2 separate regions of the Mus musculus genome follow, and region 2 is linked to region 1. Evidence: chromatin contacts called from public Hi-C data. All regions are on one chromosome and are shown on one strand. The core of a region is the stretch at or near the end of the contact, and the rest is flanking DNA. Distances in the headings are between cores, read along the strand shown. Region 1 has its middle 37 kb from the start of Gm1667. Region 2 has its middle 37 kb from the start of Gm33895.

Region 1 (4,075 bases), core at 959-3,458:
CAGCACCTGACTCAGACAGATGCAGACACCCACAACCAAACAGTGGATGGGGCTCTTACAGAAGAATAGAAGGAAGGATTTTGGATCCCTAAAGGGACAGGAACTCCACAGGAAGACCAACAGAATCAACTAACCTGGACCCTTAGGGCTCTCAGAGACTGAACTACCAACCGAAGAACACACACAGACTGGATCTGGGTCTCCCCACACATATGCAGCAGATGTACAGCTTGGTCTTCGTGGATTGCAAACAACTGGAGTGGGGGATGTCCCAAAAGCCTTTGCCTGTACATGGGATATGTTCTTATAGCTGGGCTGCCTTGTCTGGCCTCAATGGGAGAGGATGCGCCTAGCCCCTCAGAGACCTGATATGTCAGGGTGGGGGGATACTCAGGGAGCCCCCACTTGATCAGAGGAGAAGGGGAGGGTTGGGGAAAAGATTGTAGGAGGGTGTGACTGGGATAGGGATATAAAACTAAATAGATAAAAAATAAAAGCATCCCCTGGGTAAAGGGCCTCTGGGCATGTTTGTGAGAGGTTATCTTGATTATGTTCACTGAGGTGGGAAAACCCAACCACTGTGGGCGGTACCATTCCTTAGGCAGGGAATCCCGGGCTCTATGAGGGAAGGAGAGTGAGTTGAGCTCTAGTTCTTCTCTCTTCCTCTGACTGAGGACCAGGGTGACCAGCTGCCTCGGCCTCCTGACTCTGATGGACTGCACCTTGAGCAGGGAGCTGAAAGAAGTAAAACCCTTTCTCCTTTAAGTTGTTTTTGTCTGAGGTCTCACTAGGTAGCCCTAGCTGACCTAGAACTCGCTTTATAGACCAGGCTGGCCTCGAACTCACAGAGACTCACCTTCCTCTGCCTCCCAGGTATTGGGATTAAAGGTGAGCACCACCGCATTCAGCTTGTCCGAGTATTTTATCTCAGCAACGGTAAAAACAAAACGAAACAAAGATACCAGGTTAAGGACCCTTCATTAGTCATTTAGTCACTCATTCATTAATTCATTAATTCATTCAACCTCTATTTACTGTAGAGTAGGAAAGCATTTAGTCCCCTGAACCTGGGTTCAGATCCCGCCTCTGCCACCGAGAACATCATGGCTGTCAGCCATCCGTCTAAAGCTCAGCGGTCTCAGCCTGCCCACCTGTAATTAGAGACAAGTTTCCTCTCCTTTGTGGGGGTCGGTCTGAAGAAAAGGAGTCAACCAGACCGGTCATGACACTTGACACCTGCCATAAGGGATGGTCACTTCTGTCAAGATGTCTACAAGCTGCCCGGCTGGATCCTCAGGTACATCAGACATATCAATGACCATAGGACCAAGGGACAAATATCACCAGATAGAAGAGCAGACAGCCTCAGGGAACAGTGGGCTTAAGGACTTGCCCTGGGACCACAGCTGGACTCCAAAGTCCCCATACCTGCTCAGCCAGGTCAAATCATCCACATATCTTATTTCTGTTTCATATATACATATATATATATATATACACATATACACATATACACACCTACACACATACACACATACACACATACACATATACACATATACATATACATATATATAGTATATGTGCGCATATGTATGCACATACATACATATATATAAAATTATGTATCTATTACATATATACATATATTACTTGTGTATATGTACGTACATATATATGCATATACATACATATATGTACACATATAAGCATACACATATACACACATACACACGTTTGCGCACACACACACACACACACACACACACACTTCTTTTGCAATTTTAGGGAGGGATGCAGGCCTGGGTGCACTCCCCATTCCCGGTAGGCTCTGAGTTTTCATCCACTGGCTCACTGGGAAGAATATGTCAGGAAATGGAGGTTTCAGTCAGGAGCACAAACCTCCCTTGTCCAACTGGTAGGTCCCAGAGAGATGCCGAGCCCTCTTCAGCCCAGAGCCTGGGGTCCCACATCAGTATATACAAGGAGACAGAGTCTAGGCCTGCGAGTGTAGAGACGCCAGCCAGCCTTCCCTCCCCTCTGTGGGTTCCCCACTCGCTTCAGATGCCAAGCAACTCCCTGATACAATCAGGAACACGGAGCCTCGGGACTGGCCAAGGTCACAGCCAGACCCTTACTGCAGTCTGCTGGGCCACCATGGTGATCATGAGACCCCAGAAGAGAGGCTCCACAGCCCAGCCACAGCAGAGCCTTGACTCTGCTGCCCTCTGGTGGCTGCTGGCATCAGGTTCCATTTGCAGGTCCCTAGCAGAACCTGGAAGGAGAGTGAGTCTGAGCTCAAGAGGATTAACATGTAGAAAAGGCCACTTTCTCCAGCACAGACTGGAGAGAGGCCACAGGGAAACCCTTAGAGACTGGGCAGTGCAGAGTGGTAAGTATGGAAGAGCCTTGAGCTTAGATACTCGGGCTCTAGCTGGGCCCAACGAGGCTAATTATAAAGGGCCTGTAATCTCTGAGCTTCTCCTCAAGGGGCAAGTCACTTTCTCTTCCCTCAAATCTACCTGCCTGCTCTCATCCTGACCCACAGAACACAGAGCTGCAGCTTTGCACAGGTCCCAAGGCTGTGGGCATCCTCCAGTCTTAGATCGTCTGCCAGTGCCTTGGCCTTCTCAGACAGTCGCACCTCGGCTGCCCTGTTACCCGGTTCCAGTTGCCACAGGTAGGATGCTCCATCAGATACCCTTTGAGCTCAGCCTGAGCTGGGGCTGAGAGGGTGCCAGGCCTCTGGGATGTACCAGCTCCAGCCACTGCCATGTGACCAGTCCTGGCAGAGAAAGGCCGCAGGGCAGAACCCAGTCAGCCAGGCATGTGAGGCCACTGCGATAGAGATCAGTCTGGACCACGAAATTTGGGCTAGCTAATTAGGAGAAACGAGAAACCCAACGTCAGCGGCTGTGTGACCATGGGCCGGTCACTTAGCTTCTCTGAGTGTTTGAATCTGTACAAGGTGGCACACTCAGCGAGAGGAACCATGGAGATTGCATGGGAGATGGATGCTGTGTGCCGTTGTACTGGCTTCTCAGACTGGCTAGGAGCTGATGTGAGCTGAACCACGGGTGGCCAGCGCTGGGAGGCGGGTCTAGGAGGCGGGTCTTGGAGGCGGGTCTTGGAGGCGGGTCTTGGAGGCGGGTCCGCACCGTGCCCCTCCTTCCTTCCTTAGTCCTGTGCAGGTCTCATGTGCTGCCAGGACTCAGTTTTACAAGTGAAGTAACAATTTCAAAACAAACAAACAAAAAAACCCTCCCAAAGCACAGTGTAAGAAACAGTGATGTGGAGAGGGTGGAAGACAGGTGATTTATTAGGTCGCAACAGAGCTGGGATCCAAGTCTTGGGATAGAGAGAGCATGCAATAAGAGCTAATTCATCATCTTCACTATCATTGCCATCTTTATTACCATCTCCATCATCACCTCCTTCATCACTTCTTCAGATAGTGGAGATGATAGTGGATCATCTCCACTATCTCCATCATCCTCATTGCCACCACAAGCCCCATCATCATCTCCACTGTCATTTCTGCCATCACCACCATCATTATCATCACCATCTCCATCATCTCCATCACCATCTCCATCTTCTCCATCATCATCTGCATCATCTTCTCCATCATCTCCATCATCATCTCCACCACTGCTCTCATCACACCCTCTCCCGTTACTATTCTCACCGTAAACACTGTTACTATCTCCATCATCATCTTCTTCACCATTACCATCTTGCCAGCATTATTACCATCTACAAGGTGCCTTGTGCCCACATAAAACTGGCTGAGCCTCCCTGGGTAGAGGGGAAGTTGTATGTTTGAAGCGGGTTGGCCCCTTGGCGGTAGATAGGAGAGACCCTCTGCAGTCTTTGCCTTCTTCACTTCTTTTCCATGGCTTGTCATGGAAATCCAGCCACGGCAGATTCATTTGTTCATCAACCATACCTGCTCACCTACTATGCTCTCCCCCACACCTGCTAACCTACTGTGCTCTCCCCCACACCTGCTCACCTACTGTGCTCTCCCCCACACCTGCTCACCTACTGTGCTCTCCCCCACACCTGCCCACCT
Region 2 (4,075 bases), core at 776-3,275, 410 kb before region 1:
TAGCCGTTTTGGAGGTCTGGGAGGAAAGGGGCTGCAGATACAATGGTCCAACTCAGCTCTTCCATCACCTGAGGTGTCTGTACTACCACAAGCCCAGGGAACAGCCTGGCTGTCAGTCAGGGATGCTCCCAGAGAGGCTACTCCCAGTGTGCTGAAACCCTGCCCTTCTCCCACCACTCCCCATTATGCTTGGCTCTTCACTAGGGACATCACAGCTATATTCTCCTCCACTCCCCACATCTGAGATCCCCCACAGCCCTAAAACCTACAAGAATGAATGGCCACAGTATGCTATAAATAAATAAGTGTTTAAGCAAATGCAGCTCGCATGCTCATTACGGGACAGTTTTCCTAACTATACGGTGATTTCATTAAGGTCTTCCTCAGTTCCTTACCACGCGCAGATCCACATACCTTCCTTTTGGGAGAAACAGTAGTCAAAAACTCCTCCAAGGGGGATTCTCCCTTCAGACTGGGTGTGGGTGTGGGGAACAGGTTAGGGTAGGGATGACCAGTATCCCTTGGGGGACACTTTTAAGCTGTTGATTTGTCCTGCTTCTACCTCCAGACATGTCTTTATTAGGGAAGGGAATCTATCACTAACAAGGAGTAACAGTGCCCCAGAGCTTGGGCATGCAGTTAGAAATGACTGACAAGGTACACCTCTTCCAGCTCACCTTGTATGCCTCCACAGACAGGGAACTCATTCCCTCCAGTGAAAACCCATTTCTGAGCTGTCCTGGGGTATCTTTTGATAGCTGACAAGGTAACTTCAGCTTATGGGACTCACTTCAGCTCCTGGATATCTTACAACCAAGCCTAATGCTTCCAGTCCATGTCAGCTGACAGGACTTGAGAGGTATGTGTGTGTGTGGGGGGGGTGGTCTTCAGAGTCCAAGCTTTCCCTATTGTATAATGAGGCCATAGGCACTGCAGTCCTGGGGCAGATGTCTGACCTCACAGCAGCAGGATCTGATGTTGGATTTGGCTCCAATGCCTCCCTGTTGGCTGCTTTGGTCACCCCAGGATAGACATGGGTCTAGCCATGCCTTTGCCCCTTGACTACAACTTGTTCTGGTGCCTGCAACAATCCTGACTTAAACTTGGGAAGCTGGGTGCTAGGTTCCATCTGTCTGGCTCGGTGGCTGACAGATGTAGCTTAGCACATGGCTGGTGGCCCTGGGGGCCCGAGTTCTCCCATGTCAGTAACTCCTAGATTTACTGAGCTATGAAAGGGAGCTGGCAGGGCGGTGCATGCCTGTAATCTGAACACCTGAGAGACATAGGCAAGAAGTTGAGAAGCTAAATAGCTACATGGAAAGACAAGGCTGGTTTGTGCTACATGAGACCCAGGGTGACTAAACAGCCATGTATTGTTCTTAAATACAAACAAGTAGTTTTAAAAACACGGACAGGGATTGCTATTCCTGCATTTGTTTTCCCCTCCCACTGAAGTCAGGCTGGGTACTCAATGTCTCTTCCAAGGCCCTCAAGGCATCACTCTGTGGGTACCAGAGGAGCCTGGTGAAGCAGAAAGACAGGGGATGTGGAGGTAAATAATTACCTAGAATCTACCTCCTCTCCTCCAGTTGTGTGGCCGACTCTAAGCTCCTCCGCTGGGCCTCAGTCTCCACATTTGTAAATGACAGGTAAAGACACCACACCCCAAAGGATCGCATGGGGTTTTTATTTTTAGTTACTTTTTGTTGTTGTTTTGAGACAGTGTAGCTCAAGCTGGCCTTTAACTCTCTATGTTGCCCAAGCTGGTGGGCTCACAGTGGTCCTCTTACCTCAGCCCCTCTCAAGTGCTGAGATTACAGACGTGGACTCCAGGCCCCTCTTGACTCTTAAACTCTTTAATCTGGAAATGCAGAGGACCACATGTGGCCAGCATGCTGTCCAGGTCATGGTAAACTCTAGAAGCCTTGGCCTTCCTCATCTCACCCCCTGTACATCCATCCTGGTCCTCCCCAAATTCCTCCATATCTCAGTTTTCTCTGGCTCCCTCTTAGATCACGATGTTACCATGGCAACATCATCCACAGACAGTGAGGCGCCTGGTCTCTGCTCACCCAGCCCCATCCCTCTTTGTCCATTTCCATCCTGGTAGCTGCCAAGGCAACAGATCATATGAGATGCAACTGGCCTCTCATCTGAGGGCAGCGCCCTCTGCCTGGAGGTCTGAGGGTTTAGGATTCAGCAGGCACCACGGGCTTTTCTCAGCCTGACCCTCTCTGAAGATATAGTCTACAGCAACCCAGACAAAGCACCATTATGGAACTAAAAGCTGAAACAGGCTGCCTCATCCCTCTGGAGGCAGACACTTGAGAGGGAGGTGTTGAGCCATAAGACTGGCTCCGGCTGAGACCATGAACCTGCTGCAGCCTCTCTCCTGTGGTAGCTTGTTTGCAGTGTCTGACTCCATTGGTTTCCTGATGTCTGCTCTCATCTTTGCCTGGTATTCACTCAGACTAGGGGCTGCCTTCTGTGTATCTGACTGTCCCATTTTACTAAAGGCACTGAACAAACTGAGACTGTGGCTTAGTTCAATGGCATTTTAACATGATTATTTTCATTAAGACCTGGTTTCCAGTCATAAGGAGGTAGCTCTGTCAGTAGAGCACTTGCCTCCAGAGCAGAAGGGCCTGTTAATCCACAGAACCCATGTTAAAAATAAGTTGGATTGTAAGCTCATCCAACTTATTGTAATGATGGCTCTTGGGAAAAGGAGACAAGAAACCATATACCCCCCCCCCACACACACACATACACACATGCACATATACACACATGCACAAACACATCGGAATGGTGGCTGGGGTAAGGCTGGGTATAATCCAACTTCTACCACTAGCTGTGTGGCCTTGAGAAAATTATGTCACCTCTCTGAGCACCAGAAATGCTTTGCTTGCAAATGAGGATCAAAATAGCAACATCCCCTCGAGGTTCTTGCAGAAATTCCAAGTGACAAAGGGCATTGCCTGTCAATGGCTCCAGAGTTGATGTGGCAAAGTGACACGTGCCTTCTACATCATGGAACCATGGCATGGAGTATTGCTGCCACCAATTTATACACAAGCATATTTGTGCTGTGAGCCTGGTATGATTCCCCAAGGCATGGTGGGGCTTGGACTTAGCAGTCAAGCAGCAAGTATATGCCTAGCCGTGGAGCCCCTCCTAGGGGAATCAATGTCTTTTCTCCACTGTGCACATCTACAGATCCTTCAAGCCCAAGATGCTGGTCTCTTCAATCATAGCATTCTGAAGGAGACCTCACACACTCCTACACCAATGGCACCCTCTGATGGCACCTCAGCACACAGCCACCCCCCACCCCCGCTGATCTGTTTGGTATTTTTATCTTCTCTCTGCTTGCCTTCAGTTGTTTATTGGTGCAACGCAGCCTGCATACATGTTAAATATATATGCATCCCTGTGTGCTTGCCTTCTTGACTATATTTACACAGCTCCTCGGAGGATTAATTTAACCAAATAACCGGAGCTATTTAGGTAGCTGACATTCACTTGGAGGGAAGTTGGGGAGGTTCTGGCTTTACTCCTGGGCCTCAGTTTCCCTATAGTCAGGGCCCAATGTATAAGGGGTGCAGCAGCTAGTCTGGTTCATGCCTCTTATCCAGATCCCATAACAAGGATCTGTGTGGCTCTGAGAAAATCCCAATGCTGAGCCTTTGTTCAGCTAAAAATGTCATTCCCCTCCCCCTACCAGGGCTGACATAATAACTGGTGGCTTGGGTATATCTGAAGCTTTCCTCATTGTGGATATGTATTTGTTGGTGGAATTTTTTGTCCCTTATCCTTTGGTAGGGGAAGCAAGTGACACATAATATCAAAGCAAAGTCCCTGACTTGGCCTGGGGGGAGGGGGATGGTGTCCTCAATTCTCTGGCTCAGGTTGCTTTTCCTTCCTGTAGAACATTCTAGCAACATTACTTTCCATGTGCTTTGGCACAGTGCAGTTCAGTTGAGACAGCTGATAGTAAGATGTGCCCTCAGTCAGTCACTGTTTCCATGAGCCCACAGGTTCTGCCTGTCAGAATGCTGGGCTTTCTCTGGTG

The links. Hi-C and Micro-C count contacts between places; a contact is called where the count stands out from the background.
Region 2: a Hi-C map of the N1E-115 cell line shows a contact between it and region 1, with 2.4 times the contacts expected there. The contact joins two enhancer-like sites. A contact is called at or near these places in 7 of 484 Hi-C or Micro-C datasets (the N1E-115 cell line and embryonic stem cells).

Annotation. Positions count from the first base shown.
Region 1 is chr4:139,870,939-139,875,013 of GRCm38.p6, reverse strand. No RefSeq gene overlaps it. Among named protein-coding and RNA genes, the nearest start is that of Gm1667, 37 kb to the left of the region's middle. Within about 2 kb of position 2,208, at least 11 of the 459 cell types and tissues checked have an H3K27ac peak or open chromatin away from gene starts, as enhancers often do. A contact at or near this core is called in the N1E-115 cell line, where this site is marked.
Region 2 is chr4:140,284,156-140,288,230 of GRCm38.p6, reverse strand. No RefSeq gene overlaps it. Among named protein-coding and RNA genes, the nearest start is that of Gm33895, 37 kb to the left of the region's middle. Within about 2 kb of position 2,025, at least 28 of the 459 cell types and tissues checked have an H3K27ac peak or open chromatin away from gene starts, as enhancers often do. A contact at or near this core is called in the N1E-115 cell line, where this site is marked.